Regions from separate parts of the Lactuca sativa genome. Here region 1 is linked to region 2. A link is a contact called in public Hi-C data. All regions are on one chromosome and are shown on one strand. The core of a region is the stretch at or near the end of the contact, and the rest is flanking DNA. Distances in the headings are between cores, read along the strand shown. Region 1 holds the start of LOC111897252. Region 2 holds the start of LOC111897263.

The links. A called contact is a pair of places that touch in the nucleus more often than the background predicts.
Region 1: a contact with region 2 is called in a Hi-C map of leaf, with 3 times the contacts expected there. The contact joins the promoter of LOC111897252 here to the promoter of LOC111897263 in region 2. A contact is called at or near these places in 2 of 4 Hi-C or Micro-C datasets (both in leaf).

What each region holds. Positions count from the first base shown.
Region 1 is chr3:109,793,674-109,796,980 of Lsat_Salinas_v11, forward strand. It overlaps LOC111897252, which reads left to right and starts at 1,947. Exons shown (of 6, transcript XM_023893216.3): 1 at 1,947-2,521; 2 at 2,618-3,032; 3 at 3,123-3,277. The coding sequence starts at 2,230.
Region 2 is chr3:109,486,622-109,489,869 of Lsat_Salinas_v11, forward strand. LOC111897263 reads left to right here and starts at 1,642. Exons shown (of 4, transcript XM_023893226.3): 1 at 1,642-2,046; 2 at 2,125-2,304; 3 at 2,385-2,623; 4 at 2,694-2,996. The coding sequence starts at 1,741. The coding sequence ends at 2,934. LOC111897271 (folate transporter 1, chloroplastic) reads right to left here. Exons shown (of 11, transcript XM_023893232.3): 11 at 3,123-3,248.

The DNA.
Region 1 (3,307 bases), core at 697-3,196, 310 kb after region 2:
ACATGAACATTTCCCGAAGAATTGTCATCACCTCCGATTCTCCTCTAATTCTCCATTTATAATTGTTTTATGTGCCATCGTATGCAAGGTTATAGGTTGATTATGGGGGATGTCACCTTTCTTTAACTTTTGTACTGACATAAGGCACTTCAACACAAGCCATTTCAGCCAAAAATCCTCACATGTGATTAATCTGAGATAGATGTGGAGCATAAATGTTAAAAAAAACTCCATAAAAACAAATGTAAACCAAAAAAAAAAAAAAAGAAAAAAAAAAAGAAAAGATAAACTCTACAAATTTAAGAAAGTCTTGAAATTACCCCCTAAATTCTTTAAAGAACTTTTTAATTAATACTCTACAAATAAACTATACAAATAAAGGTGACCTCCCCCTAAAAAAATAAACTCTACAAATAAGTGTATATATTAATTAAAACATATGGACTTAAGGAAAAGGATGTTTTTAGGAGTTTGGCCATAGTTTCCAAAATTGACTGTTCTGGTCCCATATTGTTTGATTTGTTGAATTTCACCATTTTTTACTTTTATTCACCATTTTGTAAAGATTATACTTTTGGTTTTCTTCTTTTATATATTAACACACAAATTAATATATACATATTAAAAGCATATAGACTTAAGGAATAGAAAAGTTGATGTGCTTAAGAGTTTGGCCACAATAGTTTCAGAAATTGACTGTTTTGGTCCCTCATTGTTTGGTTTTGTTGAATTTCACCATATTTTTTTTTTTACTTTCATTCTGTTGGGTTTTGACCACACCACTTTTTAAATGTTACATTTTGGCCCTTCTTCTTTTATATATTAATACACAAATCTTTAGGGAATAATAAAGTCTTATTTTTTTGGATTTTGACCACACCATTTTGTAAAAGTTATACTTTGGTTTTTTACTTTTCAATCCTCATCTAAATAAATATTTTTAAAAAATAACACTTTGGCATAATACTCATTATACTTTAACATATATGTTTTTTTATTTTTTTATTTTTTTGTTTTGATATATTATATAGAGCTATGCAAAAAACCGTACAAACCGCACAAAATCGCACTGCATAATGTGGTTTAGAATTTCGTGGTGCGGTTTGCTGTTCATCATTTTATTAAAACGCACTACGCGGTGTGGTTTGCGGTTTGTATTTATATAATTGCAGTTAAAACCGCACCGCACCGCATGTTATATATATATATATATATATATATATATATATATATATATATATATATATATATATATATATATATATATATATATATACTTTGTTATAACTTCAAATCACGATTTAGAAATGATGTATATAAATATATTTCTTACAATAACCAAATATCTATAACATAACATGAAATCACTATTAGATCAAGATCTCATTGTTTACAAGAATATAATAACTATAACGGCAATATAAAACAATAACAATGATACTTACAAAACTATAGTAGCATGAATCACAATTTATTAAAAATGATTTAACTTGAAATTTGTATTTGTTTTTATAAAATGAAAGCAATCAATTTTTTTAACCCGGTCAGGTTTTTGGTTTTTTGATATATTTAATGTTGAATAATTCATCAAACCGCACAAACCGTAACTAAACCGCATCACGCAGTTTTGAACATTTGTGGTGCGGTTTGCGATTTCTAAAATATTCAAACCCTATATGCGGTATGGTTTGCGGTTTTGACTCGAAACCGCATCAAACCGTACCGCACACACCCCTAAATTATTATGTATTGAATTTGTAGTGTATTTCTTTACCATTTGTATTTTAATTGATGAATTTAAAGATCCGTAGCTTTTGTTTATTTTAAAAATAAAAGTAAAAAGAAAAAAAATCCGGGACCAAAGACAGACTTTTTTTTTTACTACTTATAATATAAAATTTGAAAATATTAAGGACTTTATTATTATAACGTCTACCATAAAAGATGTCACTTTTTGGTAACACAATTCGGCGGACCCAAAGCTCGAAGCTTTTTTTCATGGTCGGCTCTCGCATATTACCCACAGATCAATATTCCATACACAAATTTCCATTTCAATCTCACCGGAAAGATTTCAATTTTCAAGCTCTGCTTTTTCAGCAATCCTTACAAGTGTCCATCTCTCTATACGTCGATCAGATGCGCATGACAAGATTTCAAGGAACCCTAGATCAATGTCGAGACTTGGATCATCTCAAATAGTCACACCCTCTTTCACAGATCCTAACCATGGCGAAGCAGTCCATGGGATCCTCAACATTCTTCTTCCACAAGAAGAAGCGATGGCTTCTGGTTCTGTTAGCCTTGCTATCCATCTCGACGGCGGTGGCGTTTATTATCAGGGCCGCTTATGATTCCTCATGTGATCGCCGTCTCTTCGATGTCCCTGATGCAGGTAAACGGTTTCAATCGACGGTGAATCCGAAGGCGTCGCCTCCGCCTAAAGTCAAAGTAGCGAATCCTCTCAGTTTCATGAAGTCCAAGCTTGTTCTTCTCGTTTCTCATGAACTCTCTCTTTCTGGTAACTCTTCAATTCTTCATTCCATTAGGGGGAAATGATGTAATCGACATTCTGATACCTTTTACCCCCTTTTCAATTTGTTGATTTGTCTTTCAGGTGGTCCATTGCTTTTAATGGAACTAGCGTTTCTATTGCGAGGTGTTGGTGCTGAAGTTTGTTGGATAACACTTCAAAAGCCACCGGGGAAAGAGGAGGTGATTTACAGTTTGGAGAACAAGATGCTGGATCGTGGAGTACAGGTCTTCTCTGCTAAAGGTCAAGAAGCTATAACCACCGCCATTAAAGCCGATTTGCTTGTTCTAAACACTGCCGTCGCCGGAAAATGGCTAGACGCTGTTCTGAATAAAAACGTCCCTCAAATTCTCCCAAAAGTGTTATGGTGGATTCATGAAATGCGAGGTCATTACTTCAAATTGGATTACGTCAAGCATTTACCAATGGTAGCTGGGTCTATGATCGATTCCTACGTTACAGCTGAATATTGGAAAAACAGAACTCAAGAACGATTAAAGCAAGCTCTTTTCTGTTTCCCAATCTCTTTTTACACCTAAAATAAACTTTCCCATTTCTTTAATTTAACAATTCACGCTTAAATTTCCAGGATTCAGATGCCAAAAACTTACGTTGTTCATCTCGGAAACAGTAAAGAACTCATGGATGTCGCAGAAGATAATATAGCAAAAAGGGTTTTAAGGGAGCATGTTCGAGAGTTTCTAGGAGTGCGCAATGAAGATATACTTTTCGCTGCTATTAATAGTAAGTTTTTCGCGTTAATGTAACTTTATT
Region 2 (3,248 bases), core at 392-2,891:
ATGACCGCTACCAATGATCCATAAATTGATATGCAAACAAGCTTCAATGAAGATGTTTACTGGAAGAAGTAGAAGCATGTACTAGGTATGAGGCTTGAAAGTCCCAAACAGTTAAAACATATGGTTTTCAATTCTGCAGGTGCTAATGGGTATCGATTATATTATAAAAAAAAATAATAGTAGGAGATTAAAAAAAATAATAATAGGAGATTACTGGTCAAATGTTGTTTCGGAAAGTGCACTTTTATGCTTTGGGGTTCATGGATGAGTGAAGAAAATTCATTCCAAATCAAATCTCTTATTAATGATCATAATTATGCTATAAATTTTAAGTTAGAATTAATTGTTAACTATGATTGGATTTGTAGCCATTACACACTTGAATTCCTACACAAACTGAAAATGAGTATTAGGCAACCTATGGAATAGGTGAAAAAGAAATTTGGAATAAATGTCAGTATAACATAGTGTAAGTATGACATAGTGTAGGAGGGACAAAACAATTTATCTGAAATATTATGTATCATGACAATTAACCTTATATTTTTTATTTTAAGCATATATATATATATATATATATATATATATATATATATATATATATATATATATATATATATATATATATATATTAAGTAACATATCAAATCGAAATAATAATTTTCATAAATCACATCAATTGACAAATAATTTAGTTTCATCTACAACCATAAATAACTTGGTTTTTTCTATGGATAATGACTTAAATGAGTAAAATACTTTGTTTTGATGTTCATATTTAGCCAATAATATTTTTTGTACACATTTTACCATTGAAGTTGTTTCAAATGCACCTAAAAAGATAATACTATCTATTGTTATAAGTAATATTATATTTTCTTAAATATGTGGAATAATTTCAATGGTCAAATGTATATAAAAAATGATCACACATATCCCCACATCCACACTCATCCCTAGCTATCACTATCTTGGCCCCTTGTTGTATATCGAATCCCTTCTTATGCCAAGTACTTAATACAAAGATCTTTATTAATATTGACTTTTAAACTCATAATCGTTTCTACCGAGTGTAGTTAATTGAGTCAAATAGAAATAATTTATAGGACTATGCCTATATAAAGGGATTGACTTGAAGGTGATCTCATTATCGTAAAAGGAAACATGACCACAAACATTCTTGGATGGTGGTTCGTGCCAATGATCATGGGTGTGGTCATGGTGCTGCTAGAGGGTCGACGATGAAACTTTATATGAAACTGTGTCATTTGGTTTCGATTGAAACTTGAAAGTACACTGATAAAAGTGAAAGAATCGCAACAATGGTGGTAAGTTTTTTTCTAACTGCATGTGAGTTCTTGAGTAGAAATTACATGAAAAACCGTGCGTTTGACTGTTTCTTATTTCTAAAATAACCAAAATAATAATAATAATAATAAATGGAAAAAAAAAAAGAAATGAGTAAACCGTCTTCCAAATCTATAATAAAAGTAAACCAAAAGGACCGTATCGATAATTTTTAAAACCGATTGGACTGTACCAAGCATATTAGCAAACTACATGGACCAAATTTACAATCTTCTCTAATATAAAAGAAGTATAAAAGAAGTAAAATCACATACGTGTTTGAAAATGGGGCCGTTGACCAGAATCACAATAAGTTTGAATGCAGCAAGTTTTAATTTTGACTTTCATGATCCAGTGTTCTAACAGGAAACAAACGTCTCTCCAGTTACAGACATGGAAATGGAATGGATGAAGAAGATGGGTGAAATAACTCACCATACAATCAAAACCAACGGAATATCGATGCATGTTGCAGAAAAAGGCAACGGACCTGTAGTGCTCCTCCTCCATGGCTTCCCGGAGCTCTGGTTTTCATGGCACCATCAGATCACTTACTTAACTAACCACGGTTACCGTGTCCTCGCACCTGACCTCCGCGGCTATGGCGATTCCGACTCCCCATCGTCTCCCTCTTCCTACACCTTCTTCCACATAGTCGGTGATCTCATTGGCGTTCTAGATCACTTCAATCAACAACAGGTATGTCATTTGTGTGCTTTAATGGCGATGAAGCTTTAATTAGCATTAGGGTTGATTTTGTGTACGCATGAATATCAGGTGTTTGTGGTGGGACACGATTGGGGCGCACACGCCGCCTGGCATCTGAGTCTTTTCCGGCCAGATAGAGTCAAAGGAATCGTTGCTCTCGGTATTCCGTTGTTTCCTAGATCCCCAATCAGTCCAACTCAGTTATTCACCAAATCGTTTGGAGATAATTTATACATCACTCAGTTCCAGGTTCTTCTTCTTCTTCTTCTTCTTTCTCTCACTGTGTTTACATGGAGATGAGTTTCATAAAGTTTAGGAAATTAATATAGGAATTGGGAAGAGCAGAGAGGGCTTTTGCGAAATACGATTGCTTGACTGTAATCAAAAAGTTTTTGCTGATCAACCATGGCGATGTACTGGTAGCACCTTCTGGAATTGAGATTATCGATCACATGGAAACTCCTTCATTGCCTCCATGGATTACTGAAGATGAGCTTCAAGCGTATGCAGATAAGTTTCAGGAGACTGGATTTACTGGAGGCTTAAATTACTATCGTGCTATGGATCTGTAAGTTTCAAAACACAGATATTGGATCTGATTTGTAATTTTGTTTATACTTATTTTTGTAATTTTGAAGGTCGTGGGAGCTTGAAGCGCCATGGCAAGGGGCAAAGATTAAAGTTCCATCGAAGCTGATTATTGGAGACGAAGATAATGGGTTTAAAAGCTGGACGAAAGAATTTGTTGAGAGTGATGTTATGAAAGAATTGATTCCTGATATTGAAGTTGTGATGATCAAAGGCCACCATTTTATTCATCAAGAGAAACCTCAACAAGTTTCTGATCACATCTTATCTTTTCTTCACAAACTTGCATAAAGACTTTATATGATTTATTAAGAAACACAAATTTTAGTTATTTATTACTATCTACCATAAAATGTCTAATTCATAATAAAGAAACCAATTAACTTTTTTAAAATTGTCAATCTTACAAGAAACAAATAGTGGGATTAAAGAAAAATCAAAATGAATGAATCTTTCAAATTGTTGGAAGACATTCGAAGTAGAAAAAAAAAAAGTTAACTATGAAGTTTGTTGTTCTTTTGAAGTACATAGTTTATCAAAAAACAACAATAAATACTTGCTTCCTACTTAATACTAAATACTAGATATACCATTTAGTGATATTA